Regions from separate parts of the Sus scrofa genome. Here all the other regions are linked to region 1. The links are chromatin contacts, called in public promoter capture Hi-C maps. All regions are on one chromosome and are shown on one strand. The core of a region is the stretch at or near the end of the contact, and the rest is flanking DNA. Distances in the headings are between cores, read along the strand shown.

Evidence for each region. Promoter capture Hi-C pulls out the DNA fragments that hold promoters and counts their contacts.
Region 2: a promoter capture Hi-C map of fetal liver shows a contact between it and region 1, with 3 times the contacts expected there. The contact joins the promoter of SEC14L2 here to the promoter of NIPSNAP1 in region 1. A contact is called at or near these places in 1 of 5 promoter capture datasets (fetal liver), 1 of 47 Hi-C or Micro-C datasets (liver) and 1 of 2 datasets of contacts at active chromatin or transcription factors (alveolar macrophages).
Region 3: a contact with region 1 is called in a promoter capture Hi-C map of fetal liver, with 4 times the contacts expected there. The contact joins the promoter of OSM here to the promoter of NIPSNAP1 in region 1. A contact is called at or near these places in 2 of 5 promoter capture datasets (fetal liver and fetal skeletal muscle) and 1 of 2 datasets of contacts at active chromatin or transcription factors (alveolar macrophages).

The regions. Positions count from the first base shown.
Region 1 is chr14:46,638,937-46,643,470 of Sscrofa11.1, reverse strand. It overlaps NIPSNAP1 (protein NipSnap homolog 1), which reads left to right and starts at 2,018. Exons shown (of 11, transcript XM_005670786.3): 1 at 2,018-2,075; 2 at 2,078-2,129. The coding sequence starts at 2,033.
Region 2 is chr14:47,375,007-47,379,540 of Sscrofa11.1, reverse strand. It overlaps SEC14L2 (SEC14 like lipid binding 2), which reads right to left and starts at 2,670. Exons shown (of 10, transcript NM_001198918.1): 1 at 2,659-2,670; 2 at 1,797-1,856; 3 at 1,355-1,543; 4 at 215-310; 5 at 18-78. The coding sequence starts at 2,670.
Region 3 is chr14:47,244,956-47,249,489 of Sscrofa11.1, reverse strand. OSM (oncostatin-M) reads left to right here and starts at 2,654. Exons shown (of 3, transcript XM_001929161.4): 1 at 2,654-2,801; 2 at 4,436-4,534. The coding sequence starts at 2,768. LOC110256683 (a long non-coding RNA gene) reads right to left here and starts at 3,915. Exons shown (of 4, transcript XR_002338554.1): 1 at 3,521-3,915; 2 at 2,653-2,898; 3 at 2,459-2,581; 4 at 1-2,117.

The DNA.
Region 1 (4,534 bases), core at 769-3,268:
GCAGCCCAAAAAATGGCAAAAAGACCAAAAAAAGAAAAAAAAAAAAAAACTTAGGTCTAAAGTCAGGCCACCTGTGAGGCCCGATAAAGATGGTCACTCCTACCTCTCCATGCCTGCCACTCTTTGTTCCTCCACCCTGTGACATGAGTGACATCTTACTTGCTGTACCTCCATCTACCCATCTAGGTTTTTCCTGAGTGGTTGTGTATGGGAACCCTTCAGTCATGCTCATTTTCAGAATAAGAGCTCACTCCCTTTGGGTCCCTCAAAGAGCAATGAGGCCCAGCTGTGCGCCTGCTCCAGGCTCTGGCTCTTTGTTAATACAAAGAGCAGCCCTCCAGGCTCCCAGGCTTCCGTCTTAGCTACAAGACACCAGCCATACTGTTATCTTCATTGCATTTATTTTGATGGTTCTGCCTGCATATAACAGTTGATTTGGGTAATTTATCATAATGATGCACATTTTCCTTTTTAAATAAATCAAAGAATACATGTTCATTGTAGCAACTTTAGAAACATAAAAAGTTCAAGTCTCACTTCCTTAAAGAAGTTATTAACCCTTAAAAGTATATAGGACCTCAAATTTTCTTTCCCCCCCTCCCCATGATAAGTCCTCATAGCTCCCCATGCTTCTTCATACCCTCTATCACAATTGGCCAAAATACTTTTGTGTATATTTTTCACTTGTTCAGTACGTATTTAGTATGTCAGGCAGGAGAGGGCTGGGGAGGGGTAGGCCTAAGGTCTTTGCCCTGGAGGTCAGTACCAGTTCGATTTTTGTCTCCCCATCCAGGCCTTAAATTCCAAGAGGCTGGGGGCTTGTTGTTCTGATCACCCTGGTGTCTCAGATGAGAGCACAGGGCCTAGCCAGGTGGACTCAATATTAGCTGAAGGAGAAGTTCCAGTCATGGCTCAGTGGAAACGAATCTGATTAGCATCCATGAGGGCACAGATTTGATCCCTGGCCTTGCTCAGTGGGTTAAGGATCTGGCGTTGCCGTGAGCTGTAGTGTAGGTCAAAGACACTCAGTTCTGGCACTGCTGTGGCTGTGGTACAGGCCAGCAGCTACAGATCTGACTCAACCCCTAGCCTGGGAACCTCCATATGCTTTGGGTGCAGCCCTAAAAAGACAATAGCAACACAAAATTCCAAGAGGGCTGGGGGCTTGTCCTGACCACCTTTGGTGTCTCAGAGCTAAGCACAGGGCCTAGCCAGGTGGACTCAATATTAGCTGAAGGAAATCACAAAATTAAAGCCTCCCCTCACTCCTCCACCCTAAGCATACGAGAGGGAACTAGCATCAGAGGATAGACATTCTTCAAGTGTGGGCAAGCAGTCTATGCACATCATCTAGTCTCTCTAGAAGCTATTAGCCTCCCTAGCCCCTCTGTGGGGTCTGCAGGCTCTCTGCTCCTGCCATGTCTGTGACCTGGGGGATTGTGGGCTGAGAAGGGATTAGTTTGGAAGTCAAAGCCGAAGAAGGGCCTGAGGCCCCAGGAGGCCCAGACAGAGATGGTAGAGAAGGATGAAAGGGAAAAGGAGTTGATAGAGAGGAAGCGAGCCTGCAACCCAGAGCTTTGTCCGTCTGTCTTAAAGTGGTAGGGGGTTTGTTCCTTAGATAATGTGAGAAACGCTACCTTTGCACCCCTCTCCACAGGAAAACGCACCGGCACACATAACTGCATACGCTTTCAGTGGGCTTACCCTCTGCTGTTCAACCTTAAGTGCCCTCTTAAGAACCCCTAGTATTATTGTTCAATCTTCCTATTTCACCCAATTGGACTCTGAGGCCCAGAGTCGGCAGTGGGTTTGCTCAAGGTCACAGAGCAAGTCAGTAGCAGAGCTGCAGTGGCACAGAGGACGAAAACCCCAAATTTTGCCCAGTATCTGCATCATGGGATGGACAGGGACAACGCCCACCTGTCTGGGTGGAGATGGAGGCGGGCGAGCCGGTGGGGCGGGGCTTACTCACGTCCCGCCTCCGCTGCCGGGTTCGGGGGCGGGGCCTTCCTCCAACCTGCACAGCTCCAACATGGCTCCGCGTCTGTGCAGCATCTCTGCGGCGGCGCGGCGGCTACTGGGGGCCCAGGGCTTGGTGCCCGGGACACTGCGGCTGTGGCTGCGGCGCGGTACGAGCCGGGCAGGGGCGGCGCGCGTGGGGGGTGCAGGGGTTCGAGCCAGGGGCCGGGCGCGGGGGATGGGCAGAGACTCGGAGTTGTACTCTAGGGCTTAGAGGCGGGGGCAAAATCTAAGCCTGGGGAAGAGCTCTAGGCAAATGGTGGAGGTGGGAAAGGTATGCGCAGTTTCTTTGTCCTATTGGGTACCTGGCTCTGGGAGAGAATGAAAGATGGGGTGAATGTGAGGGGCAGGTCCGGGGCCATGGAGAGTGGGAGCGGGCGGCGGGCAGGAGGAGTGGCCCCTTCCCAGACCTTGCGGTGATTGTGAGAGAGCACGAGAGAGCACGCTTCTAGGAGAGGCAGCTCTTCCTTCGATAAGCAGTGGGAGATCTCCAAGGGCCATGGATGCCTAAACCTGAACAGTACAAGTGGAGCAAAGGAGGCTTGAGAAGGGATGGGAGTTGTCCAAGGTCACTCCCCCTGCGGTCCTGTGGCAGCACTGGGTCTGGACCCAGGCCTCCTGACACCCCCGTGCTCTTTGCACCACAACTGTTTTTGGCTTCCGGGGAGAGGGAGGCTGGCCGAGCCTGGGTTTTTGTTTGGTCCCCACTCTGTACTGAGGCAGGGCTGGGCCTCCCTGGCTGGCCCCTCCCTCTTCTGTATATACTTGTAGCCCAGTAGCCCTGTATATACTTCCTCCATTTCTGTTCTTATCACCCCATACACACTTGCCTGTCTCCCCCAATAGACCATCACCTTATTTTTCTGTCTCCCCAGTCCCTAGCATGGGGCTCAGGACAGTGTATGCTCAAGAACATTTGCCAAAGACATAAGGACGCCTGTCCCTCCACCTGTGGAAGTAGGGGTCTGTCCCTCCCACAGCCCAGGTGTGAAGTTGCAGAGTTCTGTTAGACCTTGCCGTGGGGTGTTAGCTGTGCAGTGGGGTTTTGGGGAGACTAGAAAGAAAAGCCAGGAATGTGCCTTCACTCTGACTGCCCAGTAATTGCGGAGAAAACTGACATCATGGAGAGAGCCTGGAGTTTGCCTGGCACCAGCAAATCTAACTTAACCTTTTTTTAGTGGGCCAACCTTGCATGAGTCATTTGGCCTCTGGAAGCCTCAGATTCTTCATCTGTAAAAATCGTGGTAAAGTAGGATGTATTGCATAGAGTTGTTGAGGATTAACAAGGCCATGTGTGTGAGGTACCCAGCCCAGGTGAACTTGCAACAGATGTTGCCACCTACACCTACATCTCAAGCATTTTATTCATGAGTCCCTGGTAATGTCAGGGCTAAAGGCGCTTTAGGGAGGTCATCTTCCACGAGCCGTTTGTTTTCCAGGTGAGGAAATTGAAGCTGGGGGCAGGACCTCACTTTCCCAGGGTTACACACTTGGTTGGTGGTAGAGCCATTTGTGTGATGACTGTCCAGAGGCCACAAAAGGAGCATGGGACATAGAAGCATCCTGCTGTTCCTCACTTATCCGCTCTGTAACCTTGGACAAGGTCCTGAACCTGTGATCCTTGTTTTCCTTCTCTGTAAAGTGGAGATGGTGATCCCTGCCAGGTGTTTTGCAGGATTGCTGTGAAAGCACTTGATTAATACTTATCAAGTCTCTCAAGGACTGTCTCGAAGTTACTTTCACCTTGGTCCCACCTTGGATGCCTGGGAACATCTCCTCTTGTCGACCTGGCCCTCAGTCTGCCCCATAGCTCTTTGCAGTCACTAGAGGGGGCCAGCAGCAGCCCTTCTGGCCTCTGAGCTTTGGGGGCTACTGAGGTACAGATACAGCATGAACTTTGAAATCAAATGGAACTGGATTGGAATCCTCTTGTCCGTTGATTAATTGTCCTTAAATAAGGCATAAGACATCCCTGAGTTTCATTTTTCTCAAGAAAAAAACAAACAAAAAACCATATTGTGAGGAGTTCCTGTCGTGGCTCAGTGGTTAATGAATCCAACTAGGAACCATGAGGTTTCGGGTTCGATTCCTGGCCTCGCTCAGTGGGTTAAGGATCCGGCGTTGCCATGAGCTGTGGTGTAGGTCGCAGACTCGGCTTGGATCTGCTGTGGCTGTGGCTGTGGTTGTAGGCCAGCACCTACAGCTCCGATTCGACCCCTAGTCTGGAAACCTCCATATGCCTTGGGTGCGGCCTTGGAAAAAGACAAAAAGACTAAAAAAAGGAGAAAAAAAAATTGTGAGGATCACTTCTTAGCACATAGTAGGTGCTCAATACACAGCAGTTATTACTGCTGCACTAGTAATCCTGTTGTTAACACAAGTTTAGTTCTTCTCATGTGTTTTCTTTTTTTCTTTTTTTTAGGCCTGCACTGGTGGCATATGGGGGTTCCCAGGTTAGGGGTCGAATCGGAGCTACAGCTGCCAGGCTACATCACAGCCACAGCAATGCAGGATC
Region 2 (4,534 bases), core at 1,421-3,920, 740 kb before region 1:
GGTAGTTCCCAACTTACCTTTAACAACAAAAAGACGCTTCAGTGTCTCAGGATAATTTTCCTCAAACATGCAGAGAAACTATAGAAAGAAAATCACTGAATCCAGCGGGCTCAGAACTCTGTGCCAGGGAGAGGGGCTCAGCTTCCCGCTCCCCCCGCCCCACAAAGGGCCTCCTAGGAGAGGAGCCCCTCCGCCACCCCGCCCTGGCCTGCACCTCTCCATAGGCCTCCACAGCTGGCTTCCAGAGATGCTTAAGGCCAAGCCCCTCGCAGTCGTAAATCAGGGTGACAGTCTCTATCTTCTTCCCTGTCTGGGGGGGGACAGAGGAGCAGACAGTCACATCAGGCTGCCCCCACCCTGCAGAAGCCCACCAGGCTTCAGGGAAAATGCTAATTGTACCTCATGCCCATACTGCAACCAGATCAACCAAATCCGGGCAGGGCATATCTTAGATTTTCCAAATTGAGATAATTACCCCAGGTCGGAATTATGGCCTAGACAAGTCACTCTTCCTGTCTAGACCTCTGTGTTCTCATCCAGTAAACAACTGAGTGGACCCAGACTACACCTGAGATCCCTTCTGTACTGTAGTCTGACCCACAGCTCCCCGCTTTTCTGTACCCCATGTAGCCACTCGTCTTGTAGGCACAGATGCTCTCTGTCCAACCTAAGTCCTTAAGGTGTGTCCTCGTCTAATGCTTCCCTGCATCCCCAGTCCAGCAGGGCCTCTCCACACAGGAGGCTCCCTGTGAATGTGGATGACACTGTTGAAATGTCCCCAAATGTATCACATCGTTTCCCAGGATCTTTCCAACTGCCAAAGAGGAAGGAAAGAGAGGATTGTAGGGGCCTCAGGCTTGCTCTCCAGCCTTTGTTCAGTAAGAGAATCAGCTGTCCTCATCTCTGAGTTCAAAGCTAGGGAAGCACAGAATCTGAGCTCATAGACACCAGCGGCACCCAAATACCTGCCCAACAATAGGGTGGCCCCAGACAAAGACCCCACTGGCGACCAGATACAGGAGAGAAATAACAGTAATGTAGTCTGTTTTTTATGAAGCTGAATTTTATTCAATTTAAAGGACTGCCTTTTATTCTGAGATCATGCCGCCCCTATAGTTTTGGGGTTAATTATGACAATAATGGATGATATGTTTTTTTCTAAAACCTTACTTGGACAAATTAAAATTTGGAAACATAGGTCAGGCCCTAAAACTGAAATTTCACTGGTCTGGGAAATCCAAAATGTCTGGGCCTTGGCCCTGAAGCTGTGCTTAAAGTTCTGTGTGACATCCCAGCTTCTACCCAAATGCCTCCACTCTAAGTGACTCCTCTTCCTCCGTGCCAGTCCACTCACCTTTTCGGTCTGGCAGGCACACTCCCTCTGAATCAGCTCGCAGTCCCGCATCTTGGTCCTGAGCAGGTCCTGTTTGGTGGCTGAGAGGAGCAGACCCTTGGCATCCAGAGGTCCAATGACATCATACCAGACGGGACAGCCGTCCAGGTCATAGCCACACAGGCCCCCTGACAGATACTGCTGGATCACCTGAGCCAAGACAGAGAGGGAGCCCCTGGTCAGCAGGCCCAGGGCAGCCACACCCTCCCTGTGTCCATCTAGGACCTTCCCTTGGATTCGTCCTCCCGTGGATGCCAATGGATACCCACTCTGGGAACCAAGAGGGCTCACACGGCATTGTCAGACCTTTTCTTTGAGAGTCCCTGACCCGTGGACCCAGGACACAGATTATGGGCCTAACAGACCTAACCTAGGAGTGTGTGGGGGGGTCACCTGTCCTCACCTCTGGAGGCTGCCAGTTCAAGATGTTGTCGATGTCCTTCTGCTTTCGGAACTCCACATGCTGCAAACATACAATCAGAGCTCTCAAAAAGCAGAGTCAGGGAGTTCCCATCGTGGCGCAGTGGAGGCGAATCTGACTAGGAACCATGAGGTTGTGGGTTCGATCCTTGGCCTCACTCAGCAGGTCAAGGATCTGGCATTGCCGTGAGCTGTGGTGTAGGTCACAGACATGGTTCGGATCTGGTGTTGCTGTGGCTGTGGCATAGGCCGGCGGTTACAACTTTGATTAGACCCCTAGCCTGGGAACCTCCATATGCCGTGGGTGCAGCCCTAAAAAGACAAAAAAAGACCAAAAAAAAAAAAAAAGGCAGGGTTAGGAGTTCCCTGGTGGCCTAATGATTAAGGATAAGGCATGGTCACTGCTGTGACTTGGATTCAGTCCCTGGCCTGGGAACTTCTACATGCTGGGGGTGCAGTGTCCCCCCCCCACACCAAAAAAAAAGTAGGGCCAGTCCTTAATAGGCATCGAGCAATGGGTGACAGCATGCATCTCCAGACCACAGGTAAGTCATGAGAAGGCAACCAGCAGGAACAGAAAAGAAGGAACTGCCTCTTGCAGAGATCTCAGCAAAACAGCTTATAATTCTTGGCTGGCCAAAACTATGAAAGCTCTGTGTTTCCAGGGAAGGAAATGCACTTTGCTCCAAAGGATAAGGCAGTAGGGGTCAGCTAATACTCAGATGTCTCACATAAGCCACAGGCTATGATCAGGTGGAAAGAGGTGGACAAAAGTCCAAGCATGGTGTGACTCTCATGGGCGGGAATGGAGACAACAGTAGGATTTGGAGCCAAAAGGGTCTCACCTTCCGGAGCATGGCCTCGGACTTCTGCAGGTCGAAGCTCCTTGCTGTAACAGGGAAACATGGTCAGGGTTAGGCCAGCAGCCCAGGCACCAGGGACGGCGAGATTTCCCTGCTGCAGTGCTGGGGCCCCAGCTGACTCTCAGATAACCCCTCATGCAGAAGCTAAGAGGAGGATGTCCACCAAGGGCTTCAGGGGTAGCACAGCCCCTGGGCTTGCAGGGAGGGCAGGTCAAGGTTCAGGACAGATGGGGGCAGCGCTGCAAGTTCAGGGTCAAAAAATTTTACCCGATTGAAGGCAATCAGGTGAAGGGTCTTATCTCCACTCAGGGAAAGTGAACCCTGGACCCCCTTATCATTTAGCCTTCTCCTTCCACAAAGGTACTCTCCTCAGCTAAAATTCGGTCCTGAGAGCTTGACCCGAGGTTCAAAGATGAACACAGCTACCCTGTAATCTGGAGCAGGGCCAGCACAACATCCCAGTAGGACGGAGGGGTGACGTGCCTCCAGTCAACCCTGCCAATGTCCCCAGAGGACCCACGCATACCCTAGGAGACAGAGAAGGCCCTCCTCTTCCCAAGGTCTCTGGAAAGTCTAGGAATTAGAGTTCACCTGGGCCAACTCCATTTTAGGCACAAACCCCAGCCTGCTCTCCTGCTCCAGCTTGAACACAAAGACCTTCCTGCCCACCCAGGCCACCTGCTCCCAGACAATCCAAGCTGCCATCTGCCCTCAGCCCACATTGTTGTACTGGGCAGAGACCCTCTCCAGGAGGGGGTGGGGGGTGCTTCCTCAGCCACATGACAGCCTTTCCAACCCTGGAAAATTCTGTGCTGCTACTATCCCCTGCTACCATGCTGCCCATCCATGGATCCTTTCACCATCTTTCGCAGCTTGGTTTCAAGTCCATCAGCTTCCCTTTGGATGTCTTCCAGTTGGCCAGTGCCCCTCTGGAAGTGGGTGGTCCAGAGCACGGGTGTTGTCTCCCCTTCTCCAATTAAGCCTGAGAAGTTTCTTGGCAACAGCCACACCCTTAACTCAGGGAAGCTTACAGTCAGCTGAAACCTCCAAATCCTCTTCACCTGTGCTGCTGTGAAGCCTCTGCCCCATGTGCTGTGAGGTGATTTTCCGGATCTAACCCTATCAGGTTTCATCCTGCTGTGGTTAGGTGCATTTCAATCCTTTAAAGAGTTTCTGAGATCCAGAGGCTGGCCAGTTTTGCCATCTGACCTATGAACTGTCCCTCCCAGCTGTGCGTCCTCTGTGGCTCCGACCTTCATCCAGATTTGCTGACAGCCCTGGAACCTGGGCCAGACAGGCTGCCCTGTGAACTGTCACTGGTCCCTTCATCACTGCTCTCCAGGAGTGGCTGAGCACATTCCCTGACTCTGCTGTCATGAAATCCAATCGACTCTCCTGCACCCAAAGGGTGCATCAGGAGAGGGGACCAATGCCATGCCCGTCATGGGTGCTAGACACACATCTGAGGAAACGAGCAGCCTCCCTTTCTGGGAAGTTCTGACAGGCGTCCATCACACGCCATCCTGGCAGCAGGGGCAGCTTTCAGAGGAATATCACCTGGGCTTGCATCAGAGCCCTTCCACCTTCTCCCTGTTTAACCTTGGACAAGACACCGCGCATCTCTGGCCTGATATCCACTGAGCTGGAGACACTCGGAAAATGTGAGGTGCCACACCATCATGATGGGGGAGCCCAGCTGGACCTGAAGGTGGGAATCCTCTGGGGGGAGGCCACCCTGAACTGTTAGGAGTCCTCTTCCTCGGAAGCAGGGGTGCTCGTGAACCGTGAGCGCCTTCTCTCTGGGAGGCTCTCTTATCCGCTAGGGTCCCACATCCAGGTCTTTGAGGACACTCCCCAA
Region 3 (4,534 bases), core at 1,405-3,904, 610 kb before region 1:
TGCAGCCCTCTGGCCATGCCCTCTTGCAAGCTGTTAGGCATGGACTTATGTCCTCAAAGTCATAGGTTGAGCTCATGGCCCCCAGCACCACAGAACGTGACTGTATTTGGAGAGAGAGCCTCGAAAGAGGGCATCGAGGTAAAAGGAGGCCATTGGGTGGGCCCCCCTCCAACATGACTGCTGTCCTTATAAGAAGAGGAGATGAGGACACAGACACACAGAGGGATGACCACATGGGAGGCGACCATAGGGGGGCTGTCTACAAGCCAAAGGAGAGAGGCCTCGGGATGCAACCAACACTACAGATAACTTGATCTCAGACTTCTGGCCCCAGGACTGAGAAAATGCCTTTCTGTCATTTAAGCCCCCCTGGTCTGTGATATTTGGTTATGGCAGCATGAGCGACCTAATATTCACGTTTAAGGCCTCGTGCTCAGAGCCAGGTCTTTCTGATTTGATAGCCCTGGTTTGCATGCCCTGCTCCTCTTAAATGTTTCTACAAAGGACAGCTGCAGGCAGGGCAAACTCAACGTCTCTGGGCCTTGGAGGCTCCTTTATTTTTGTGTCTATCTATTTATTCTTTCTTTCTTTCTTTCTTTACTTATGGCTGCACCCTCAGCATGTGGAATTTCCTGGGGCAGAAATGGAACCCGTGCCATAGCAGTGACAATGCCAGATCCTTAACCTGCTAATCCTTAACCAGGGAAGTCCTCAGGGGCCTCTTTAAGCTGAGGAGGACATGCAACCTCTCTGGACCATGGGGTGAAAGCACAGGGCTGTCCCCTGAGTATGGCGGTCGGTCAGCAAGGAGCCCCTGAGAGGGGCACAAAGCTCTCCAGCCAGACCTTGCCCTTGGGGCTGGAGCCTGTCCCTGAGCTCCTCCCAGTTTCCTTGTTAAAGGGAGCCATGCCCTCCCCGCCCAGCTACTCTCCCTCCCAGGGTTGTGGCAAAATGAGATCAGGGGTGTAAAATGAAGAAGGATCCCAGGGAGCCGCCTGTGTGGGTGGGACCTGAGATGAGGAATCTAGTAGAAGCGAAGTTCTCAGGAGGAGAATCCAGAACTGGCCCTTGAGGGGGGCGGGAGTGGCGGCGGCGGCGGCAGCTGCGGTGTGATGAATACCATGCTGCATGCAGGGAGTTGGGGTGTGTGTGCAGGAAGCCTCCTGGGCATGGGGGTTCCTCTGGTTTTGTCCCCTGCTAGATCCTCAGCAGATGGGAGTGGCCAGCCAAGAGCAGGGGCCCAATACAAGTTTGTTGATGGCATAAATGACTGCGTGGGTGTGTCTGCAGGGGGAGAGCTGGTGGGAACAGCCTTCATGGTGATGACTGGTGCTGGGGTGGGGATGGTGGGAGGGTGCCTGTCTCTTCTTCCAGCCACTTTGGCTTTCCTAGTGCAGGCCTCACCGGTCGCCCCCAGGGACCCCAGCCTGGCTCCTCAGCCTTTGATACCCTGTTCCCCACAGAACTCCTTGGGCACAGGCTAAGACCCTCGTCTAGGTCCGGTGGACGTGCTGAAGCTGCAGGCACGGTGTGCCAGCCCTCTGCCCCGTCATCTGCCCTCTCTGGCCTCAGTGTATCCTCCAGTGAAGCAGCAGGCTGCCTCTGGAGGCGCTGTCTCCAGGGCCCCTTCATTCTGACGCCTGCAAGAAGCAGAGGACCAACCCAAGATCACTATCTTTCAGAGAAAGTGAAACCTGGTCCCCAACCGTCACCGCGGCGACTCCCCTTCTCTGGCTTCCCCTCTGAGCTCACAGCTTCCCCATCTCCTCCGCCCCCCACCCCGCCTCCCGACAGCTCGTACTTGGAATCAGACTTTCATCTTTCCTTTTGCCTTCAAAGGGCTCTTGCCTTTTATGTCCATGATGGCAGCAGCCCTGTGAGGTGGCCAGGAAATGCTTTTCAAATCCTCATTTTACAGGTGGCGGGGATGGTGGGGGTCTCGAAGGCCCAGAGAAGTTAAGCGACTTGCCTTGGATCTCACAGCATGTCAGTGGGCTTGAACCTGATCTCCTGTTTCTCTTGCTCCAAGTGCCTGGTTCTCCCCAGAGGGTCCTGTCTGTGGAGAAGGGGCCTGTTGTGGGCGATGGTCTGGGGATGGCTGGTTGTGTGCAGGGTGCCTGTTGGGGGAGAGGAGGTGGCTGGGAGTCCTGCTGGGGGATGCAGGTCCTGGGGCCATAACCACAATCTCGGGGCTGCCAGCCTGGGTCTGGCTCTTTGCCCAGAGCCCGGTGGTTTCCGCTCACAGATGTCCCAACAGCCCTGGCGGGAGGGCGGGAAGGGCACTCAAGAAGGAAGATGTCTCGCTCCCCTCAGCCCCAAACCACAGTGGCCTGTGAGGCTGAAGGCTCCCGAGCCGGGACTTTGCATCAGGCCCTCCAGGGGCCTGCTGGTGGACTCTCCCCTCCATCCCGGGCACAGCCTCCTACAGTGGGCATGGACCCCCTTGCTCCCTGCTCACCCCATAAAAGGCTGAGGCTGCGGTTTGCATCATCCTTGGGCGTGGGGCTGACCTCGAAGAACGAATTCGAAGAAAACAGGAGGAGGAGCAGGCATGCCACCGCGCCCAGCGCCCATTGGCCGCCTGTGGAAACTTTGGTTTTTGGGGTCATGTTCCCAGAAGGCCTGCCCTCCCCCCTCCCCCTCCCCACCCACCTCACGAGGTGTTGGCCAATCACCCCGGCGGGCATAAAGTGGCTGCCAGCCCGCAGGGCTCCCAGCCGGGAGGTGTCACCCCCAGCAGGCACAGGCCGGAGCTCGGTCACCCAGCATGCGGGCACAGTGTATTCGGAGGACACTGCTCAGTGAGTACTTCCTTCCTTCCCGCCGGGACCTGCTTGCTGTGCTCATGGGCGCCAGTGGGGAGCAGGGCCAGCTGCTGTCCTCTGGGAACTGGGGAGGCTGGACACGGGGCAGAAAGATGCTAAGAAAGGGAAAGAGCCAGAGGATCAGGCAAAGAGAGGGGTCCACTGAGAACACAGCATCTTCACAGGGTGGAGAAGGGTATCCCTGGAGGACTTCCAGGGGTAGGTGATATAGAGTCGACTCTGGGAGCAAGGGTTATGAGGGAAGGGGATCACAGCGGGAGAAGCTAGGGAAGCAGGAGGGAGGTGGGAGAAGTGCTGGGGCAGTGGAGGAAGCTGCAGAAGCTGAGCAGGACTGTGGTGTATTGTCTGGAAGGGCTGCGGGGCTTCCTTCTGGCCCCAATTCACAGGCTCTGGGATGGATGGTCACTATCGGCCAGGCCCCGGGGGCCCTGGAGCCCACACAATCACACAGCACATATAGCCACACCCACAGGGTGACAGACACACAGAGCCACGTGATGTCTTCCGGAGCCCTCAATCTCACCAATCTGGGAACCCCCGCATGCAGCCCCGGGGCCCCTGTGGTGGATGGGACAAAACGGCCCAGCTGTTCCCTCGAGCCTCACACAGACCCAGACACACACCCATGCAGACACCCTGCTCCCACGCGCACTCTGCTCACATCAGCCGCCCTGCCCGAGCCCAGCAGCAGATACCTGGGGGGGAGGGTGGCGAGGGGTGTCTTGTGGTCGCCGTGCCTGGGGACCTAGCCCCTCAGTCTCCTAGCAGCATCTTCCCCAAGGGGCCACAGTTCTTAGGAAGGGAAGTGGTGTCACTGCCTTCCGGGCCATTGCGCCACAGGCCCTTCCGACCACGTGGCTGCCAGGGCTCAGTGGGTGGGTCGGGGGAGGTGGGGGGAGCCGTAATTACCCGCCCCCCAGAATATTCTGGCTCACAGCATCCCTGGTGGGCCTGACAGAAGTGGCCACTTAGGGGGAGAGGAGAGAGGTGTGAGAGGTCAGCGGATGCGCTGGCCTTGGGTGACCTGAGCAAGCCCTTCTCCTTCAGTGCCTTTGTTTTTAGTAAAATGGGGGCCTGGACTAGAAGGCCTCACTCATCCTTTCCAGATGGAAGCTTCAGATGGAAAGGCAGCTTTTCCTGGTTCTGCGGGCATAGATCAGAGTGCCAGGCTGCTCCTGAGCCGCAAAGCCTGCCAGAGTCTAACTGCATGACTGGCTGGGATCTGTTACAGGTGGGCCCAGGGGCCTGTGGCCATGGCTGTCCCTTAACCCAGAGGTTTTACGAAGAGCAGCCCACCAGGGCCCCCGGTGTCAGCTTGAGGTTGGCAGGCTTGACTCCAGCTGGGCTCACCAGTTCTTCTCAAAGGCCTACTTGGCGAATTGTAGCCACTGTTTCGGGGGCTGAACAGTGACTTGCTGGGAAGGTAGCGGGGGGCAGGGGCAGCAGGTGCTCCCGTGCAGGTGCAGTGCCCAGCACCGCTCTCAACGGCACAAAGGTGTGGACCATGGAGTTGTATCCTCCGAGGCCCTCTTGAGCGCCGTCCCCTCTGAAAGCTGCCCACATGTGGCTTCCTCCCCACAGTCAGGTAACCCATCCCCTCTCTGTCCCAGGTCTGGTCCTCGGACTCCTGTTCCTGAGCACGGCGGCCAAGGGCAAGTGCTCAGGCAAATACCACGAACTCCTCCGGCAGCTCCGGCATCAGGCAGACC